Linked DNA regions of Mus musculus: region 1 is linked to region 2. A link is a contact called in public Hi-C data. All regions are on one chromosome and are shown on one strand. Each heading gives the region's core, a stretch centred on a gene start, on an enhancer-like site or on the middle of the called end of the contact. The rest is flanking DNA. Distances are from core to core; before and after follow the strand shown. Region 1 overlaps Cdkal1 (CDK5 regulatory subunit associated protein 1-like 1). Region 2 has its middle 180 kb from the start of A330102I10Rik.

Evidence for each region. A called contact is a pair of places that touch in the nucleus more often than the background predicts.
Region 1: a contact with region 2 is called in a Hi-C map of uterus, with 4 times the contacts expected there. The contact joins two enhancer-like sites. A contact is called at or near these places in 1 of 484 Hi-C or Micro-C datasets (uterus) and 2 of 115 datasets of contacts at active chromatin or transcription factors (bone marrow-derived macrophages and embryonic stem cells).

Annotation. Positions count from the first base shown.
Region 1 is chr13:29,767,731-29,772,064 of GRCm38.p6, reverse strand. All of the region lies in intron 5 of Cdkal1 (CDK5 regulatory subunit associated protein 1-like 1), which reads left to right. Among named protein-coding and RNA genes, the nearest start is that of Cdkal1, 86 kb to the left of the region's middle. Within about 2 kb of position 2,249, at least 115 of the 459 cell types and tissues checked have an H3K27ac peak or open chromatin away from gene starts, as enhancers often do. A contact at or near this core is called in uterus, where this site is marked.
Region 2 is chr13:29,191,103-29,195,568 of GRCm38.p6, reverse strand. It overlaps a transcript of Cdkal1 not described here. Among named protein-coding and RNA genes, the nearest start is that of A330102I10Rik, 180 kb to the right of the region's middle. Within about 2 kb of position 2,723, at least 3 of the 459 cell types and tissues checked have an H3K27ac peak or open chromatin away from gene starts, as enhancers often do. A contact at or near this core is called in uterus, where this site is marked.

The DNA of each region.
Region 1 (4,334 bases), core at 1,000-3,499, 580 kb before region 2:
AAACAAACATCTATTGGTGCACATTACATTTCTTTTATTACTTATTCAAATATTTAGGTGTTTAGTAGATTTTGAGTTTGGAGGTTAACGATTAACTTGAGGTGAATTCATCCCCTCCCCCGTGTCCGTGTCCGTGTCCGTGTCCGTGTCCTGGTCCGTGTCCGTGTGTGTGCTGTATGTCTGAGATTAACCTTAGGTATTTCACACAGTTGTTCTCCATCTTATGTTTTGAGGCAGAGTGTCTAATGGAACCTGTAGCTTACTGATTTGTAGACTGTGTGGCCTTGAGATCCCAGGTGTCCTTCAGTCTCCCTCTCCCCAGTGTTCAGTTACAGGCAAACACTACCATGTACAGCTTTTTAAACAGCAGTTCTAAGGATTGAATTCAGGTTCCCAGCCATTGCCTCAGCCTAAGAAGAACTTCTGTATGGAGTCTTTGACTCTAAGACTGTTGTCTTAGATTTATCTTTTTTTTGGGGGGGGGAGTTTTTAAAAATTTTTATTAAATATTTTCTTCATTTACATTTCAAATGCTATCCCCCTTTCTAGCTTCCTCTCCAAAAATCCCCTATACCTTTCCCCCTCCCCCTACTCCTCAACCCACCCACTCCCTCTTCCTGGCCCTGGCATTCCCCTATACTGGGGCATAGAATCTTTGCAAGACCAAGGACCTCTCCTCCCATTGATGATGGCCCACTAGGTCATCTTCTGCTACATATGCAGCTAGAGACATGAGTCCCACCGTGTGTTTTCTCTGATTGGTGGTTTAGTCTCAAGAAGTTCTGGGGGTACTGGTTAGTTCATATTGTTGTTCCTCCTATAGAGTAAGGTACTTACAGGTTCTTTGAGCATGGTTCCACAAGGTTGCTGTGGGTCCTTGTCGAGGCTAGGAAGTAACTTGCCTCTCTTGTCCTGAAGAGGTGAAAGCCTACTTTTTTTTTTTTTGGTCACAGTTGGTCTCCAGTTTCTTTCCTGAGGGATGTTATGACAACATTATGAGTCCTTGTGCCTTGGAGTCCCCTGGCCATGCTGGTAGCTCTGGGCTGTGAATGTCAGGACCTTTTTCTCTACCCAACTAAACCAGCTAGGGTACTTTCTGGATTGTACTTCTGGGTCATTTTGAGTCACAGGGAAGGACCGATGGTCTTTTGCCTGAGTCTGAGACACCATGATTATTTCTCACTGTGTGCATGTTTGTTTAATTTGCCTCAGTTCAGTTTTCATGCTCCTGCTGACACTGTCTCTCAGCTCACTGTCAGTGTCCCAGTCAAAGCTATTGTCACTCCCGTGTTGTCTGCTATTAACACCACAGCACTGGCTTACATTTGAACATCAACTTGTTTATAGTTTCTGTGAGTGAGAAAAAGCCACCAGATCTCTGCCAACAGAAGACAGGAAGGAATTGTTTGGGAAAGTTAACCTGGTACCTTAGGGTCTAGAGTGAGGGGTGACACAGCTCTGTGAGGAAAGAGAGACTGTCAGTGAGGTGCCTCAGCTCTGTAGCACACGTGCTGCTAACCTGAGCTGATGAAGTCCCACTTTTCTGGTGAGTTGTTCACGGTTAGCTCTGGTTATCATCCCCCATGTGTGGACTTGTTTTGTTTGCATTTATTTATGTGTCTCAGTTCTGTTTAGTCTGCTCTCTGCTGTTCTGGGGGCTTTGCTACCTGCCCAGCCCTTGGAGCTACTTTGGAATTGAGGGTACTACTGGCAGAATGGACTTTCTAGGGACATCAAATGAAACTTACTTTTTTTTTTTTCTTTTGAAAACGAGGACTGAGAGTGATGGGCATATAGGCCATGTGTTCCGTTGCTTGTCCTGTAAGCACAGAACAGACATGGATGGAATGATGGAAGGCAATTGCCTCGTGTGTGTTCCAGTGAGAAATTTGGTGACAAGAAAGTAGAAAATATACTTGAATTCATGGTTGACTTTTTTAAGGTATAGAAACAAAAAGGAACTTCCAGTTAGATCAGTTATTGCATTTGCAAAGAAGGAACAGAAAAGCACTTGAGAGGGAGCAAATCACTTTAAAAATGCAAAGCTGAATTGTGTAGTTATCTGAAACCTTTTTTGGAGAATAGTATTTTGCATATTTCATGATTACTGCCGCATCAACTGTTGCTTTGTTTTTGCCGGTTTCTGCAAGAGGAGGAGTGAAAGAGGTCAGTGTATTAAGAGCGGCAGCAGCTGGCTGACAGCACTGAATACTTACATAATTAAATATATGTGTTGGCCGCTGGCCTAACAGCTCTGTAGGCGGAGGCTCCGGAAGGCATGCAGAAACTTGCTTTAGCAGGATTGGAGAGGAACTCACCGTGATCTAAGCCCGATCTTTGAGCGAGAGTGATTTCCTGTTGTTTTGGTTTGAATGACATTCTCCTAAATCTTGTGTGTTTATAAACAGCCCAGAAAAGACTTTCTCCCTATTTTATTCTGCAAGTATGACAAACCTGATATTTCTTAATTTTTCCATAGAGTTGTTAATAGCTGATAATAGATAGAAAAAGAAAACAAACAAACAAACAAACCACATTTCCACTTAGCACATGCTATCCAAATATGGAATATTTATACTTTTGGGTATTCTTTGGAGCACACTAATGAAGTTAGTTGCCTAGATAGTACACTGACTTTTTTGAGGTTTGGGAAAATTGGTTAGAGTGGCAGTGGAGGAAAAATACAATCTTCAGGCAATATGTAGCCCAGCTTTTGGCTGGTGAATACTTTAGGATTTTGAGGTAATAGCCATGATATGAATCCTCCTCAGAGTTCATTTTCCTTTGTAACTTCATGATGAGTAGTAGAAAGAAGGGGTAGGCACAGTCCAGTGCTGGTTGGGTGTCCTCCCCTTATGGTAACTCTGTTATAAGATTCTTCTTGCCTGTGTCCCCTCAGCCCTCAGTGTCAGTGGCTCATACAGTGGAGGAAGGTGATCCTTGAACAAATGAATGGACTGACTTGTATATTTGCTTCTCTGGACATTTATTTTCCTGATCCCCTCTGCCCTCTGCCTCCATCATACAAATGTCTTCCTCTGTGGATTTTCTAAGAACCTTTTCTGTATCTCTTTCTTATTAGATTGTATTACTTTGCACTTAACTTCAGAAAATGTCATATAAAACCTAATAAATAGAGGCTTAAATAAGGTAGGGGGATTTAGTTTCCTGATATAGTGCCAACTCCACAGTTACCAAGTTGTTAGTTGGGTTTACCGGTTGTGGGATCTGAGAGGCTGAGGTGTTTGTATTATCAGTGGCTCTTTCCTTATGGTGTCAAACAGTTATGCTTCCCAGCTACAACACCTGTTTGCCCAAAAGTAGGAAGTAAAAGAGGACTATGCCAGGTGAAAGTACCTCTTTTTCAAAGGTGCTTTCTAGAAAGTTCTACTCAATACCAGTATTTGTCTCTCTTGTCTGGACCCTCAATGAGAGAACCACCTGCATGTGAAAGAGGCCAGGAGACGCAGTGTGATTTTCTTTCTTTTGGATGCAGTCCATTGTTGCTCTCAACAGATTTACAGCTCTGTAAGAAAGGAACAGAGTCTGTTTATTGGGGGCTGACTTGATGTCTCTCCTACAAGGTGTAAATGCTGCTGCAGTAAGGTGCACATTTCATTTCTCTCTCTCTTATTTACCAGGCCCAGAATGTTAGAGTTGGTTTTAAAAGTGTTTGCAAGCAGACCTTTTTGCCCTTACCTATAGTCAGACTAAGAAATACCATAGTTGATTGGCATTTGAGGAAGTTCCCTCATTCTGTTTATCCTTTGTGGTCTCTGGTGAAGTAATAGTAAAATGCACAGGAGAAGTTCATGGCTCTGATGTTGTACAATGCATTGAAACAAAATTGGGACTTGTACATATTTGGTACTCTTAACACCTACAGTGGCCACGGCTGTGAAGGATTCTGTAAGGAGAGTGTGTATGTCACTCCTGAGATTACACTGTCTCATACAAGCATCATAACCATGGCTTAGAAACTAGAAATTTGAAAAGAATATGGATGCCAGGAATGGAGTTTATACTATAGGGAGAACCAGTTATATGGGAGTTAAATTAATTTTAAGTTAAATGTTAGAAAACAGTATCTTGCACAATTGTAAAAACAAGTGACAGCTGAGAACAATGCTGCTTCTGTTCTGAAGATGAAACGTAAGCGTCTAGGTCTGACTTCAGCATGGAGAGTGAGGGAGAAGCAATGAAAACCTTTTCCAGGGAGAAGGCTTGCTGCTGTCTGCTGCCCTCGCATTGTGTCAGAGGGAAGTTAAGGTTGTAAATTCTGGTTTCACTGCCACCTTCACAGTTTGCCTTCTGTGTCCATGGCTGTGAGCTAC
Region 2 (4,466 bases), core at 1,474-3,973:
ATGTCTGGGTAATTTTTACTGTTGCTGAAGAGAGCAAAATATTACTTCTAGAAACCCAGCAGGCATTTTATTAAACGATTGTACCAGCTGGGGACAAATGATTGCCTTTCTTGAGACTTCCTTTCAGAATTGGATGTTTTCATCTCGGCAGGAAGGACCAGTTAGGGTTCTTCTCTAGGTGGGTTTTTCAGCAAGTCCACCCAGTCCCAAATCATAACCAGCGTTCAAAGCCATTGGCTGCCGTTTCCACACCCAGGTATGATTACTTTAAGCTTGGGAAGTGATTTCACCACCTCCTTTTCCTCTGTTGCAGGCTCTGGATTATTTATGAAGGCACAAAGGGAGAGAGAGACACATTGGACAAAATTCAAATGTGATATATGTACACGCCCCTTCTTTGGCTGTGATTTGTGCAAAATCACATCCAGGCTATAGCCACAGCCCCTGGGGCTCATCTCTGTTCTGAGGTACAAGAAGCTGGCAACGCGCTTTTCACACAGGACAAAGCCATGCTGGCTGTTGATTCTAAAGGCCCCATCATCCAGACTCTTGTGCTGTTATTGGAAAAAAACATGAGACTGGCCAAAAGCAGCTCAGGTCACATTATCAGGTAATATCTCCATTCTGTATATTTAGTTGGAAAATAAAGCCTATCAGGACAGTGTAATTTAGAAGGGTGGAGCGAGCCACATAATTTCCAGGGCAGGGGAAGAGAGTGCTGTTTGGGGCATTTTTAGTGGAACTGATCTGCTCTGGCAGTAATTTCCAGCTTCTCCCTGCACCAACACCCCTTCCCCGCCTGCTTTAATAATGGAAAAAAATACAGCCCAAGACCCTGACCGTCCAAAAGCAACTGCTGGAAACCCTGCCTGTTGATCACTTATTAGAACTTGTTTACTGCTTAGTGTCTTGCGAGGTATGTGTTTGTTAGGAAAATTAAGTGCCTCCCTGTAGCAATGTTAATTAGACTAGGCTTGTTCAACTCCAGGGAGGGGTGTTTTTGGGTCATTCCATCCCTTCAAAGTCTGCTATGCCTTTTGACTTAGTTGCTTAAAAAAAAGGAAAGAAAGAAAGAGAGAGAGAGAGAGAGAGAGAGAGAGAGAGAGAGAGGAAGGAAGGAAGGAAGGAAGGAAGGAAGGAAGGAAGGAAGGAAGGAAGGAAGGAAGGAAGGAAGGAAAAAGAGAAACAGAAAAAGCCCTCGATGTAATTGTGTGAGTTGGGAACCCAGATCCCTGCCCTGAGCTTGTAGATGCTCAAAGGAGCCAGAAGGGGAATGAAACCGAGATAACATTTCAATGTTGCAGCGGGGTTCAAGGCGGGAACACGTTAGAACACAGTCTGGGATGCTGTTTCAGTAGCTCCGTCATCATGCGTGTTTCCACCATCTCCAGCATCATAAGGGGGTAGAGCTGAGTGTGGTTGCGATTTTCCTCTGTGAAACACAAGTTCCCAGTGAAAGTGAGTGGCCCCTATGACATGCTAGTGACTCTTCATTGTCAACTCAGCTGGATTTAGTATCACCATGGAAACACACCTCTGGATGTGTCAGTGAGAGTTTTTTCCAGGAAACTTTAACACAGTAGGGACGCCCCACCCTGAGTGTGAATGGCACTATCCATGGGGCCTCTGACCAAACAAAAGGGAGAAATGAGAACCAGCAACATCCATCTCTCTCTCTCTGTTTCTTGATTGTGGACACAGTGCCACCGGCTACCACAAGATCCTGCCACCATGCCTTCTCCTCCGTGACTGAGTGTGACCTTACACTGTTGAGACAGAGTAAACCTTCCTTACTCATGTCACTTTTGTCAGGCACTTTGTCATAGCAACACAATGGAAACTTACACAACTGACTTCTCCATTTACCCCAGCTGCCTGATGGGACACCTTTCCTCTTCACTTGCAATCTTCCTTCCTACCCAAACAGTTCTCCATCACGACCCCCATTAACACACCTCTGTCCTGGTCCAGAACCATTACACAGGTCTCAGTGGTGGGTCTGGAGGAAGGTCTTTATACTTACGATACGGAACTACAGAAGTTCAACACTTCTTCAGTAGTTGAATCAGAATCCCTTGGGGGTCAGCCATGGTATTAGGCTCTAGATCCTCACATGACGTGAGTTTGTGGGCTGTACCCATGGGTTTGGTGATAAGGGTGAAGTGAAGGCCTCACTTAGTCTGTGGGCCTCAACTGTGTGCGGACTCCTATCTGGTTTTGTCAAAGAAGCCATTGTTCGAGTTTGATAACACTTGTGTCACCAGTAATGTGGATTTTAATTGGTAAGAGCATGATGGTACTATTTCCTGGTCATCCTCACTGCGAAATCCTGTAGGGAGGTGAAATGTTCATAGTTATGGCACAGGTATCTCTGGGTTCCCAGTCATAATGCCTTCAAAACATTACCAAAATGTTTCTCCAGGGATAGAAGTTCTTTGATTGACTCAAATAAAACAGCCTGCACTTGACATCATAAAAAGAAGTGTTTCTTCATGAAATATGAACTTCAACCAAACTGTGTGTTGCATCTCAGCCAGAGCCTATGTCCTCCACTGAAGAAGTTATTAGAGAAAAAGGCCAACCTTCCATTTGGACGGTCACCAATCAGATTAGCAATTCCTCTTAGAAGGAAAAACAGCAGAGGCAGTTATGTGCGGAGACTTTGACTGAACTCGGGCCTAGGATGTGACAGGTCCTGTCAGTTGTCACTTCACTGGGTCAAGGCCTGATCAGAACCTGTGCTCTGTCTAATCCAGGGCTTCAGGTTGGTATTTCTTCCCTGAATGACCTCTCTGTAGTTTGTGGTTTTGCTCAGTGAAGGTTTTTCCAGAAGCCAATGTGAGAAGCATGGGTTCTAAGAGCTTCTTTGATGAGAACCTTAAAATGATCTGGCATCCAAAATGTTTGGAAAACTTATCAGACTTTAATCCCTACTTGGGGATTCATAACAAACACAGAAGGCCTTCTTAAGCTCGGGTCATGTGGAGTTTCTCAAACACATGTGACTCCAGAATGTCTTTTTTCTTGCCAGCTACACGGAGAGAGACGTGTTCTGGAAAACACTGACACAACAGCAAACATTGGATCTAAGAGGCTGTGTCTGTGTCTCCACTCACTTTCTGATTGATCCTATCAGGAAGATATCAATGAGTCTCCATTATCTACATATAGAATGACTCTACACTACACTGGTCCGATCTGTCTGTCATGCAGTGAGAAATAAATGCCAATGCCAACAGCTCTAAGATAATGACAGGGGCCAGTGAGAGGGCACAGCACATAAACTCTTGCCACACAATCCTGATGACTTGAGCTTGACCCCTGGGACCTAAAGGACACTGACTCTTTAGAGCTGTCCTCTGCCATCCACACATGTGTGTCTATTCTCCAATCACACATCATACACACTATAATAATTAGTAATAATAAGCAAAGTAATGGGCTATTAAAATATTAATTTATATATGTATATGCCATAGATACAAAGAGCCAGCTTACTACAGCCTTTTCAGTAAAGCTGGTCCATGGCTTTGTTTTATAAATAAAGTTTTATTAGAACACAGCCATGCTCGTTTATTTACACATCATCTATGCCTAAGGATGGGCTGCAGTGGCAGAGCTGAACAATTGAAGCAGATGAACAATTCCTCCCAGGAAAGTGAAAGGCAAAGGCAGTTGCAACTGGCAAGGAACAAAATGTGCTTTTTCCTGTGTGGTTTGTAGAGACCCCCCAAAGTGTTTGCTGTTTGGCTGTTCACTGGAAAACAGAAAGAAAAACAAAAATGTGCTGACCCCTGACTTGTAATAAAGGATAATATATAGTCAAGGACGTGTTGTATCTATGGGAAGCGGAGTGACAGCGATGACTCTGTCATGTGGTACACATGGATAAAGCCCTGGCCTGATCCTTGGCTGGGGATAACTCCATCCTGCTCACCCAGGAGAGCACCAGCAAAACGGTGAAGGTGCTGCACAAACCTTCTCCTGATGATAACTTGCAACAAACCTTCTCCCGATGGTAACTTGGACGATTAACATGCCTGGGTACATGTCACAAAATCTGGAAAAGTTCCCAGTCCACCATAATTAAAAGGAGAAGTCAAAGAACATGCAACTCCAGGCGTTTAGAAGAAGCTTTGTGGCAGTTTAATGTAAACCCACCATTTGTGAGTTACCGCTGAAAGGGTGGTGTCTGTGTGAGGTTCTTGAAAACGTTAGGAAACAGGTGAGGTAGCTCAACGGGAAGAGGTGATTGCCACCAAGCCTAATGACCTGAGTTCAATTCCCAGGACCTCCAAGAGTTATCCTTTGACTCCCACCCGAGAAAGAGAGAGAGAGAGAGAGACAGAGAGACAGAGAGACAGAGATAGAGAGAGACAGACAGAGAGAGAGACAGAGAGACAGAGAGAGAGAGAGAGAACACGCTAGGGACTAGAAACAAATAGTCATATACCAGATCAATTGTT